Regions from separate parts of the Sus scrofa genome. Here all the other regions are linked to region 3. A link is a contact called in public HiChIP or PLAC-seq data. All regions are on one chromosome and are shown on one strand. Each heading gives the region's core, a stretch centred on a gene start, on an enhancer-like site or on the middle of the called end of the contact. The rest is flanking DNA. Distances are from core to core; before and after follow the strand shown. Region 1 holds the start of DSTYK (dual serine/threonine and tyrosine protein kinase). Region 2 overlaps TMCC2 (transmembrane and coiled-coil domains protein 2). Region 3 holds the start of RBBP5 (retinoblastoma-binding protein 5).

Evidence for each region. HiChIP or PLAC-seq counts read pairs in DNA pulled down with a chosen protein or histone mark.
Region 1: an H3K27ac HiChIP or PLAC-seq map of alveolar macrophages shows a contact between it and region 3. The contact joins the promoter of DSTYK here to the promoter of RBBP5 in region 3. A contact is called at or near these places in 1 of 5 promoter capture datasets (liver), 5 of 47 Hi-C or Micro-C datasets (heart right ventricle, liver, retroperitoneal adipose tissue and 1 more) and 2 of 2 datasets of contacts at active chromatin or transcription factors (alveolar macrophages and skeletal muscle).
Region 2: an H3K27ac HiChIP or PLAC-seq map of skeletal muscle shows a contact between it and region 3. The contact joins the enhancer-like site here to the promoter of RBBP5 in region 3. A contact is called at or near these places in 1 of 5 promoter capture datasets (fetal skeletal muscle), 12 of 47 Hi-C or Micro-C datasets (alveolar macrophages, embryonic fibroblasts, epiblast stem cells and 8 more) and 2 of 2 datasets of contacts at active chromatin or transcription factors (alveolar macrophages and skeletal muscle).

The regions. Positions count from the first base shown.
Region 1 is chr9:65,890,270-65,894,512 of Sscrofa11.1, reverse strand. DSTYK (dual serine/threonine and tyrosine protein kinase) reads left to right here and starts at 2,489. Exons shown (of 13, transcript XM_003130102.5): 1 at 2,489-2,951. The coding sequence starts at 2,687.
Region 2 is chr9:65,928,368-65,932,265 of Sscrofa11.1, reverse strand. All of the region lies in intron 2 of TMCC2 (transmembrane and coiled-coil domains protein 2), which reads right to left. Among named protein-coding and RNA genes, the nearest start is that of TMCC2, 20 kb to the right of the region's middle. Within about 2 kb of position 2,110, at least 16 of the 83 cell types and tissues checked have an H3K27ac peak or open chromatin away from gene starts, as enhancers often do. A contact at or near this core is called in fetal skeletal muscle and skeletal muscle, where this site is marked.
Region 3 is chr9:65,819,766-65,823,598 of Sscrofa11.1, reverse strand. RBBP5 (retinoblastoma-binding protein 5) reads left to right here and starts at 1,918. Exons shown (of 14, transcript XM_003482656.4): 1 at 1,918-2,085. The coding sequence starts at 2,067.

The DNA of each region.
Region 1 (4,243 bases), core at 1,240-3,739, 70 kb before region 3:
CCTGCAGCCTATGGAAGTTCCCAGGCTAGGGCTGGCCTATACTGCAGCTCAAAGCAACACTGGATCCTTAACCCACTGAGCGAGGCCAGGGATTGAACCTGAATCCACATGAATACTAGCCAGGTTCTTAACCTGCTGATCCACAACAGGAACTCCCATCACATATTGTATTGTTACAGCATATCTTTTGTTTTCTTTTTAAAAAATGACTTTTATTTTTTTGGAGTTCCTGTCATGGCGCAGCAGAAACAAATCTGACTAGGAACCATGAGGTTGAAGGTTCGATCCCTGGCCTCGCTCAGTGGGTTAAGGATTCGGTGTTGCCATGAGCTGTGGTGTAGGTTGCAGACACAGCTCGGATCCTGTGTTGCTGTGGCTGTGGTGTAGGCTGGCAGCTGTAGCTCCAATTAGACCCCTAGCCTGGGAACCTCCATATGTGGTGAGTGAGGCCCTAAAAAGCAAAAAAAAAAAAAAAAAAGAAAAAAGAAAAAAGAAAGAAAGAAAGAAAACGATTTTATTTTTTTCCATTATAGTTGGTTTATGGCGTTCTGTCAATTTCTACTGTATAGCTAAGTGAAAAAATACAGAACACATCACAAATTTGCGTGTCATCTTGCACAGGGGCCATGATAATTTTCTCCGTATTGTTCCAATTTTAGTATATGTGCTGCAGAAGCAAGCACCGAATCTTCTTTTAAAAAGTAGTATCAGTCATCTTGTATAGTATTTTCTTTTCTTTTTTTGTCTTTTGTCTTTTTAGGGTTGCATCATGGCACATGGAGGTTTCCAGGCTAGGGGTCTAACTGGAGTTGTATCCGCCGGCCTACACCACAGCTCACAGCAACGCGGGATCCTTAACCCACTGAGTGAGGCCAGGGTTTCGTTTCCTCTGCGCCATGATGGCAACTCCTTGTATCGTATTAAACATTTAATTTTGCGTTTTCATTTCTGTTTCACTGAGCCTTCTAGGGGTTGCATAGGGGTCTTACAAAGATGGGGAGTAGCCAGTAGAGAATATGTGAGCAAACAAAAGGGAAGGAGAACATGAAAAGGAATTTGAAGTTCCCTTTAGGGGCAGCCTTCACAGGCGTTTACCAAGAGGACATTCATGTGAGCAAGTGACCTCTTTTTATAAAGTCCTAAAAGCCACTGGACAGGTAAAGCCTTTACGTTTTATACTGAATTAACCCACTTATCACAACACACTTAGCTAAGAGCACTTGCACTCAAGGAATGAGAGGTTGGGAGACAGAGTGAACACTGTGAAACAAAACTGAAAATTTTAGAGCTAAAAGGGCATAAAGGTCAACTGGCCCAAACCCTTCCTTTTTTTTTTTGGCTTTTGGGGCTGCACCTGCAGCATGTGGAGAGTCCCAGACTAGGCGTCAAATCGAAAATGTAGTTGCTTGGCTTACACCACGGCCATAGCAACTTGGGATCGGAGCCGCGTCTGTGACCTACACCACAGCTCATGGCAACACTGGATCCTTAACCCACTGAACAAGGTCAGGGATTGAACCCACGTCCCAATGGATACTAGTCAGGTTCATTAACCACTGAACCACAATGGGGTCTCCTAAAACCCTTACTTCTTAAGTCTCAACTCAAGGCATTGGGAGACTCCAGAGTCAAACTCAAGTCTCCTCTTGTATTCAGCTAAGGAACTACACTATCCACCTTGTCAGAAAAGAGGCCTGGCCTGGGTGTAAGACGGGGGCGAGGGTCTTTCTACAGAAAGACAGGAGGGCTCTGTACCTGGGGAAGAAGAGAAGGAAAGCGGCAGGTGGAAAAAGAGGTGATTATCAAGTTTTGTTTCCTTTGTAATTAGTTCCAGGGCTCCATGGCAGTCTTGTTACTAGAAGTCTTTCCATATCAGCAGAAGCCAAGTTAAGATAATCTCGTTTGGAAGGCTGCTAACCTCAACTTCCCCTTACACAGATCGCTCTCTCTACTTCAAGAAAAGAATGAAATTCAGTTTATAGCTTTATAACAACCCTTCCACACACCCCCTTTTCCACACCTGGAGAAGGAAAGTCGGAAAAGGAAGATGCAATGCAAACATGAAGGGTTCCCTGTTTCGATGGTATTTTTAGCCAGCTCCCCAGTATCTACTACATCGGAAAGCAAGAGCCATTTAGGGTAGCCATGGAGACAGTACTGGCCTCGATCTTGTTTCCTTCCTTTTCTTTGCTATTAAAATTTTTTTTGCTCTGATTTCAGTTAAGTCACCGCAGTCACTTCTGCTCGCGTCCGGATTCCGCAGCTGCTCTCTCTTCTTACCGACACTTCTGTAGCGAGTAGGAACGTGTTGTTAAATCAGTGTATGAGCTCTGGGCGAGAACGGGTGAGAACTATAAACAAAAGGGAGTTAGTCGCATCCACAAGTCCCCAGGTTTTGGCGCTCAGCCTCAGCCCAGACTACAAGTCCCAGGAGACCCTGCAGTGACGGGGTGCTCGTGTGATCCTTCCCTCACTCTTCTGGGTGGTGGAGATAAAGGTTCCGTTCACGGTGCACTGCGGGTTGGTTTGTTTTCAACGGCGGTGACGGAGGTTGGGAGCCCGGCCGACTGCAGGCGGGGGCGTCAGGAGGCGGATTCCTCCTGCCTAAAGAACTGGGGGGGCGGGAGGACAGGAACGGGGCCAGAGGGCCGGGGACCGAGCCGGGAAGACAGAGCAGGCTGAGGCGATGGAGGGCGACGAGATGCCGTGGGGGAGCGAGCCGGTCTCGGGTCCTGGTCCCGGAGGCGGCGGAATGATCCGCGAGCTGTGCCGGGGCTTCGGCCGCTACCGCCGCTACCTGGGACGCCTGCGGCAGAACCTGCGCGAAACCCAGAAGTTCTTCCGCGACATCAAGGGCTCCCATAACCATAGCTGTCCCTCCTCCCCCACGGAAGGCGGCGGGGCCGAGCGCGGCCCTACCGGCGATGTCGCCGAGATCGGGCTGCAGGCGGGTAAGGAGAGTAGCCGTGAGGGAGACGGGAATGGAGAGGCAAAGTGGAGGGTGGGCCGCCCCCTGCCCCTGCAAAACAACTCGGGAAGAGGCGGAAAGTGGAAGAAGAGGCGGAAAGTGGAAGAAGGTCCGCGTGGCCGGGCCCCCGGGCCTGGGCGGGAGGGATCCGAGATGCCGTGGGAGGGCATCCTTCGGGGTGGGGGAGGGGAGGGGCGCCAGGGACTCAGCCAGAGGCGAGGCGCGCCCGAAGGCAGGAGTTCCAGGAGCAGGATCTGGGGGACCAGGCTGTGCGCGGGCAGGAGCGCGGAGGACCCCAGTTTGGAGAGGGCAGAGGTTAAGCCTAGAACTGGGGAAAGTTGCTGTGAGTTGGGGGATGAGCATTCGTGGTCAGAGTCCCACTTTAGGGATGGCAGAATGGAGGGATGAAGGAGGGGCGGTAGGCAGCGAGCCCCAGGAGGCCAGGGAACTGTAGTGGGTGGGTGTGTGTGTATGTGTTTGCTTGATGATGTGAAATGCATTTACATCAGTTATGAGGCAGCTCTATGAAGAAGTAAGGAATGTCCTCCTAAGTAGGGCTGGGGTCGCTAAAGGAAAGGATATCTCATGGGTGTCAAGGAATTGCCAGAGATGTGGCTGGTGCTTACGTTGAAGAAGTTCGGGCAAGGATCGTTTTTTGGTCCTGAGACTTGACGTGATTCTCTCTGGGATGTGATAGAAGCCCTAAAGCATTTAAAATCGTGCATGGTCTTTGCCCTTTCCTAATTTCTTGCTTCCTCTTAAACTGCTGTTGGTGGGGAACTGGAGGGTTTGTTAACTACTTGGTCTCATTAGGAAATAATTTAGGTTGGATGGGGAAGGGGCTGGCATCATGTAGACAGATACCCTGAGACAGTATAGTAAAGAAGTCAGTGGGTTTCATTGAGTGATTCTCCCAGACTAAAGTATCAAAATTAAATTAAAATGAAAAAATATCTCAGTCTTTATCCCACAGATTGTGTAGGTCTAGTGGGTAGGTCCTAAGAATCTAAATGCAAGCCATCTATAGGGATGGCGATGCAAATGGGCCACAAGCACATTTTCAGAAACACTAATTTAGATACCAACAGCAGATTTGAACTTGGGACTCAGGATGCTGTGAATTCGTTAAACTCTTCAGAGTTTGTGTGTAGGACCCTGTATTCCTAAAGTTGCATGTTTAATAGCCTAAATTTGTCTGAGACTTCAGAAATACTGATAAAGATAAGTAAGGTTCTGATTGATGTCGTTGCATGTAGTTGGCTTGGATGTAAATAA
Region 2 (3,898 bases), core at 861-3,360, 110 kb before region 3:
AACAGGGACTTTTAATCACTGAGATGGGGGGCAGAGGTTTCCAGCAAAGTACAGAGCTGCCCTGCCTTGGCCTGGCGAGCAGCTGACAGTGTGGGCACCGCCTTGGGAGGCCCTCCTGACTACCCCTCTGCCCAAGAGGGCTTTGCACACAGAGAGGAAGACGGAAGGGAAGAGAGGACGACAGGGTGGAGGAGGTGAACAGAGACAGCAGTTGTCCTTCCCAGCGACGGGATGTGAATTCAGGCTGGCACAGACCCGAGCACCCTCGAGCAGAGTATAATGCAACTCTGAAGCTGGATGCATCTGTGTGGACAGGCCAGCGGGCCCAGCTGGACAAGGCTCTGTCAGCCTCTCATAGAACCTGGCCTATAAAAGCTCAGACACAACAGGAGGCCTCACAGATAAACGGGCCAGCCTCCTGCAGGTGCCAAGGGGACCTGTTGGCAAACCTCTCGGCATAGAGGGCTCCACCCACCTCCCAGACATAAATAAACCAGGCCCCTCAATGACCTCTGCCAAGATTCATCTTCTTGGGAGTTCCCGTTGTGGCGCAGTGGTTAACGAATCCGACTAGGAACCATGAGGTTGAGGGTTCGGTCCCTGCCCTTGCTCAGTGGGTTAATGATCCGGCGTTGCCGTGAGCTGTGGTGTAGGTTGCAGACGCGGCTCGGATCCCGCGTTGCTGTGGCTCTGGCGTAGGCCGGTGGCTACAGCTCCGATTCAACCCCTAGCCTGGGAACCTCCATATGCCGCGGGAGCGGCCCAAGAAATAGCAACAACAACAAAAGACAAAAAGACAAAAGACAAAAAAAAAAAAAAAAGATTTGTCTTCTTGGCAAGAGCCTGGAGCTAAGGGTGGCCCTCACGTGCCATCCCTTGGAGTAAACAGGGGTGCTTATTTATGCCAGGGCAGAGAAGAAATCTTGTTGTTGAATAAATCTGGTGGAGGATTGGACAGGACAGGCCGTCCAGAGTCTGCTCTGGTTTAGGTGATGAGCTATCGCCCCAGGTCTTGGCATCTGGGGCCAACAGATAACACCTCTGCGAGGCCACGAGGCAGCATCCAGCATGACGTCACCTCTAACCTCTCTGCTCGCCCGCCCACAGCACCGGGTCCTCTCTCCCACCCTGCCTGCCAGGTGCAAAGCCAGGGGGCAGCAAACCTTAGCTGGCCTGTGGCTAAGGTCTCCCAGGGCTCCGGTCACCCTCTGTGAGCTGGGCTCCCATCCCCCACCCATGCTGCACCTCTTCCTCAGGGGGACCAGCTGGCAGAGGTCAGGGGGCCAGGCTGGCAGAGCTGGCTCTGAAGCCAGCACTCCTGTGCTCTCCCTCTCCCAAGACCCTCCAGCCTTCTAAATGCGGCGACCCTGGGGAGAGGTTGCAACCAAGGCCGAGAGGGAAGCCTTGACCAAGCCAAAGGTGGGAGCAAGAGAATAGGAGCCTCGACCCCTGCAGCTGATCCACTCCCTGAGAGGCTGGGAGCAGGTCCTCAAGGCAGGATAGAAGAGTTATTCCATTTTCCTGAGAGTTCGCTATGTTTTCTAGGAACTGCTGCTCAGCGAAAGAGAGAAATGGGGTGGGGGTAGCTGGGGGAGGTGGATGGACTTATCTGCCAAGGAACCAGGCAGCCCAACTCCACTGCTACTGCACATACAACCAGCGGTTCCTGCTGCAGCCTCCAGGACCTGGGGTTCCAGAGGTTAAGGCCACACACAAATGGGGACCTCAGACCTCCCCTTCATTCTCTCTTCACCTCCCCATGCCCCAGGGCTCCAATAATGATGCCTTTATTTTTCCATTTTAGTGACTGGCTTGCTCGGAGTCACACAAACAGCAGAAAGCAGAAATGGCGAGTCTGAGAGGACAATCTGTTTTCGTTTTGAAAGGGGAATCATTTAAGACGCTAAGTGGCTCTGATGACCTGCAGACGACATCAGCAAGGCTGACCTGCTTCCTGGGACCGGGAACTCCACTCTGCCCCTCTGCTGCACCCCGGCTCCCGGTGCGTGTGGCTCCAGGTCCCCTCCTTTTTTAGGGAGGGGCTGAGGGGAGCCTCAAAGGACAGCTGAGGAACCTCAGCTGCCTCCAGGGTGTTTGGGTAACTCAACCCCTGACAGGGCCAGCTCTGGCCCGAAAGCCAGCTGCTGAGTTGGAACAATGGCAAGGGGTGTGGGGAGTGGGGGAGGCTTATGAATTAAAAATAGACGCTAGTAATCACCAGGGAGCTTGCAGAGACCATGTGGGGCTGTGTTTACTAGAGAGAAAAGAATCCCTTCTATTCATGCCCAGAGCCCAGGGTGGAACCATCACCAGCTTCTCACACCAGCCAACTGCCTCTGGGTCTGCGGGAATCAGCTGACTGAGCAGGGTTTACGGATGACTGGAAGACCCCTTTCCTTGGGACATGGACACATTCCCCCAGGACCACGCCCACCCCTAGAGGGACAGCACCAGGTCAGGAAGGTTGTACAGTGGAAGAGAAAATGGTAAAGAGATAAAGTCACCATCCTCAGGCTAAAGCAACCAGCTCATCACGGGTATTGCATGAAATGGTCCCTGGTGGTTTCGGGGATCTCAGTTTAGTCTTGTGCACCTGCTAGAAACAGCGGGGCTAGTCTTCTCTCTGCCATGAACTAGGTGTGTGCCCTCAGGCTAGTGGCCTCCTGACTCCTCTAGGCCTCAGTCTGCTCATCTGTAAAATGGAGTCAATATTATCCGCTCTGACAACTTCACAGGGATATCAGGACTAACCAAGCAACACATATGACAAAGTGTTGGAAAGATGAAAGTTCTAAATAAGGATATAACGCAGTCACAGAAATAACCATCTCCCCCATTCCCACCTCGACCCCAGGGAATCCCCCCACCCCTACCCTGTCAGCTCACCCAAGAGTCTCCGGCCCTGGTCTTCCACCAGCGACAAGGACAGAATGTTGCCTGCTTCCCAGATATCTTGGGGGCCGTGTGAAGACCAAACACAAAATTCATGGAGAAGCTCCCCAGCTGATGCTCCCCTCCAGCCCTGCCGCCACCCCTGCTCCCCAGCTCCCTGCATTTCCAGTCCGCAAACATCAGCAACCCCTCCGCAGCCTCCAACAGTGCCCTGCTCCAAATGCTTGGACCAAAGTTCCCTCCTCATAAAACGGCTGTAGGACCCGAGACCCTGACTTGACAGGACTGCTCTAATTTGATTTTTAAAAAGTACCCATTGACTCAGCAGTGAGAGGCAGGCCTGGCAGCTGCTGCAGGCAAAATACTTGCTCACTAAGGGCTGAACCACTTGGTGCATCCTGCTGGCCCCTGCGGGTCTCCCTTCCCCCCACCACAGGGACGTTTGTGCCAAGAGTAAGATCTGGATGTGTTGGCTAAACAGGAAGCAAGGAGTGAAATGGGGCAGCAGTGACAGGTCAGATCTAGGTTGGGGAATGTACCTAGACAGTTGTTGGTAACCGTGGCAAGAAAGCAGTTTCCGTAGATTGAGGAGGTGGTGGAAGTGGAGGGCCAGCTCCTCTGGGGAGAAGGAGGCCACTATTGGTCAGTGAAGCCTGGTTTTCACTCTTTTTTTTTTTTTTTGCTTTTGGGGGCCACACCTGCAGCATATGGAGGTTCCCAGGCTGAGGTCGAATCGGAGCTACAGCTGCTGGCCTACATCACAGCCACAGCAACAGCTTCCCTTTTAGCCGACACATCTAGATCTCACTCTTGGCACAAACGTCCCTGCTGTTGAATCCATGTTTGCAGACGGTCCAGTACCATCATTTGAAATATGCTGACAACCCCCAAGTGTCTGCCTCCAGCCCGAGTCTCTCTCCAGACTCCAACATCCGACTGCCTCTTTGGCATTTCCACACGGATGTTTAACAGCCATCTCAAATGTAACACGTCCAAAGATTAGCTC
Region 3 (3,833 bases), core at 669-3,168:
AGACATGTGATAAGCTGTTCACCCTCATTATGAAATAAATGTAACAGTGACATTTTATCACCTATCCAATGGGCAGAGTTTGAGAGAACTGATAATAACAAATGATTACAAGAGTGTTTAGAAATACTCCTATATACCACTGCTGGTGGTAACAATACCTTGGATGACATTTAGGCAGTGTTTTAGATACGTGAAGGAATGCAAACTGCCTGTTAAAAAACAAACCTCAACCCTGAAGATCTAATTGGCATTATTAAACAAGTCATGAATCGAGCAGCATCCTATCTAGTAAAGAGAAGGGCACCCTGAAGGACTGTACAAAATGGAAGCTTTTTCTAGGAAGAAGGTAAGGGAGCTACTAGTAAAAGAAAAGAAAGGCTTATTTTTAGGCCCAGGTTAAAGGCAAGGGTTTTATCATGCATATTGCCCCTTCTACGGGGCGTGCTGGAGAGGGGAGAGGTGGCAAGGGCCCAAGTGACACATTACCTCATTGGTGCTGACCAGAAGATTCCAGACTAGCCAATGAAGATTATATTTCTCAGAGTTCCTGTTGTGGCACAGAGGAAACGAACCTGACTGGTATCCATGAGGACATGGGCTTGATCCCTGATGTCACTCAGTGGGTCAAGGATCCGGCGTTGTCGTGAGCTGTGGTATAGGTCACAGACATGGCTCAGATTCCCCATTGCTGTGGCTGTGGTGTAGGCTGGCAGCTGTAGCTCCGATTCGACCCCTGGCCTGGGACCTTCCATATGCTGCAGGTGTGGCCTTAAAAAGCGGAAAAAAAAAAAAAAAGATTACATTTCTGGTCAAGGTTGAAATTGCAGTTAGGTCAGGAATAAGATCTAGATTAGGTATCATGGGCTTTAGTACAAGTGATACCATTTTGGGCCTGTGATTTTTCTGCCTAATAACTCTGAGCCTCAATTACTACACTTGGTCAAATGAGGCCAACAGCTACCCTAATGGTCTCAAGGAAGTGAGATAATTTAGGAGAAAGTCATAATAGCTACCATTTTACTGGATATTTGCTGTTCCAAGTGTTTTATATGTGTTAACTTATTTAACCTTCACAATAAAGCTTTAAGCACTACCCCCACTATACATACAAGAAAACCGAGGCACAGAGGATAAGATACTGTCCAAGGGGTGAAGTCAGTAAGCAGTGGAGCTGGAATTACAGTCTACGTAAGGGGATCTAGCTCCAGTTCTATTTTTTGGCATCCAGCCTATGCCCATCTTTGCTTTTTGTCATAGCCCACAGCACTCAGAGGCAAAACCTGTTTATACAAAATTCGTTAGTTTCATCAACTGCCTTCTTTAGTTGCTTTGGGTATTTCATCACAGTTTTGTCTGAGAACTCAGCCACTTCTCACACCAACTCATCTTCAGTGTCCTGGTCAACGCTGGGCACCAGGTAAATCCTTAGATAAACGCTATCGTACATTTCTGTGGGATGGAAGGCACAGCTTTACAAATGTGCAATAATTTTCACGGGACTGAGCCAGATACACGATAACTAACTTACATACAGGGTAAGTACCTCCTTGACCGTGACAGCTGCACTCCACGCGCGAGCTCTGAGGCCGGCCTTTCCCACTGCGTTACTTCAGCGGGACTTGGCCGGAACCTTTCCTGCGGCATCTGAGGCAGCCCGCCGGGACAACGCGACCGCACACACAACACAGAAGGATTAGTAGTCTAACTATATGCCTAAACTTTTTAGCTCGCATACGTGATCCGAGAGGAAACAGTCTCAGATTCCTGAACTTTTTAAATAAGTGACTGACGATGGAATTTTTATTCCTTAAGAAATGTCATAGTCAAACGATTTCGAGAGCGTTTGTTCTTCTTTTTGGTTAGGCAAATATATGGACAGCCCGCTTGAAACGAACAAGGCAGGCGAGGGAAGAAAGCGGAAGCCGCGGGGTCTTCTAAACCATAAAGTCTACGGAGCTTGCGCCAGTCTCTTTGCGGCGCCCCCGATTTAGACGCAGGTTTTGGAAGAGGGCGGGGGAGAAGGTGTCGTTGCTGGAGCTGAGAGCAGACGGCCAGAGTCCTCAGGGATGAACCTCGAGTTGCTGGGTGAGGAGGACTGTGGCTGCGTCTTAGAGAACCCTTGGTCCTGGAAAGGAGGGAACCGGGCGGAGGGGACTCAGGCTGCAACACTAAGGACACAGTTCTGCGATGGATCTTTGGGCGCTTCGATATGGAGCAGCAGCAGGGGGAGGAAGCCTAGCTTCGACCCGAACAGAATGCATTGCTTTTCCTGAGGCCACCTTGCAGTTCAGTTGTGGAGCGATAGGGACAGATAGTTTGTGACTTAGTTTCGATTACAAGGATCCAAAGCAAGCAGGACCAGAGTCCTGGAGAAGGAATCTGAGGAAGTGAGGCTTGAGGTAAAGCTTTGAACACTTGTCAGGGTTTTGAGTGCCTGGGTAGGTTCATTCTTTTTGTAGAAACACGGGATGCCTAAAGGAAGGAACTTGTATACAAGTCCTTCGTTGAATAAGTGGAAAAGGGCTTAGAGGGTACTGAAGGCATAAAGCAAGTAAATGGTATAGTTGGCACTGGAATCCAGTTGCCTTGTCTTTTTATTCAAGGTCTTTAACTCTCAGGGACATGTAAAACACTGAGGGGTGAACTCCAGGGCAGTTGTGTTTTGTCACTCTCTTTGATGCATTTACTCCTTACCCTTTAACCAAGTTGTTTGTAAACTCTAGATCCTTCTGGGTTTTCATTAGGTAATCTTTAGCATTGTAACCTAGGGATGTCTGAGGTTTTCAAGAACTTCTAAGTGACTTGCTATTTTCAATGGCTATGCTCCTCTTTAAAAAAAAATTTTTTTTTTCATAGATTTGCTGGCAGTCCAAAGGACTATAGAACTATCTAAGGAATAGTCTTTACCTTCAAGAATTTTTTTGTTAAGCATGGAGAGTAAGGCAGTTGGAAATAGCCATAACTTGTTGCAGAACATGCGCCACCCTTTAAGAGTCTTTGCTAAGTACTAAGAGCGTTTAGAAGAGGGAGACGTTCCCAGCAGAAACGAACCTGACTAGCATCCATGAGAGGATGCAGGTTCGATCCCTGGTCTCACTCAGTGGGTTAAGGATCTGGCGTTGTAGTGGCGTTTAGGTCACAGATTCAGCTTGGATCCCAAATTGCTGTGGTGTAGGCCAGCAGCTACAGCTCTGATTCGACCCCTAGCCTGGGAACCTCCATATGCCAAAGGTGCAGCCCTAAAAAGACCAAAAAAGAAAAAAAAAAAAATGGAAGAAGGAGTGAATGTCTTTGGGACAGGGGAAGAAAGGAAATAGAGAAAAACAAGCTAGTAAAACCTGTGGAGAACTTGAAGTTTTGAGTGGATGTTTAAGTGGATATTGGCTAGGTTGTGGGTACTGTGAATATAGAAAAGACCAAGAAATGGGGTTGGTGCCACCCATTTTGTGTAGGCTTTTGAATTCCTAGCTGAAAAGTTGTTCTCTTTAAGGAAAGTAGGAAAGATCCATTGAAGGGCTTTCACTTGCTAAGTAATTCTATCAGAGCTGAGTTTTTAAAAAGAAAGATGTGTGCAACACCAGTGCGTAGTTGAGTTTTGGGTGATGAAACCAGTTTGGAGGACTGGAGTAGTTGAGAGATAAAGAAAATCTGAGCTTTAAAAAAAAAAAAAAAAAGGTTTGAGCTAGAAAGTGGAAAGAAAAGACTTTGAGAGGGTTGAGTCAACACAGTTTGAAAATTGATTGCCGATGGTGGTGGTGGTGGTAAGAAAGCGAAGTGAAAAATAATGGGAACCAATGTGGTGCTATTCACAAACATTTAAGGACATTTGGAAA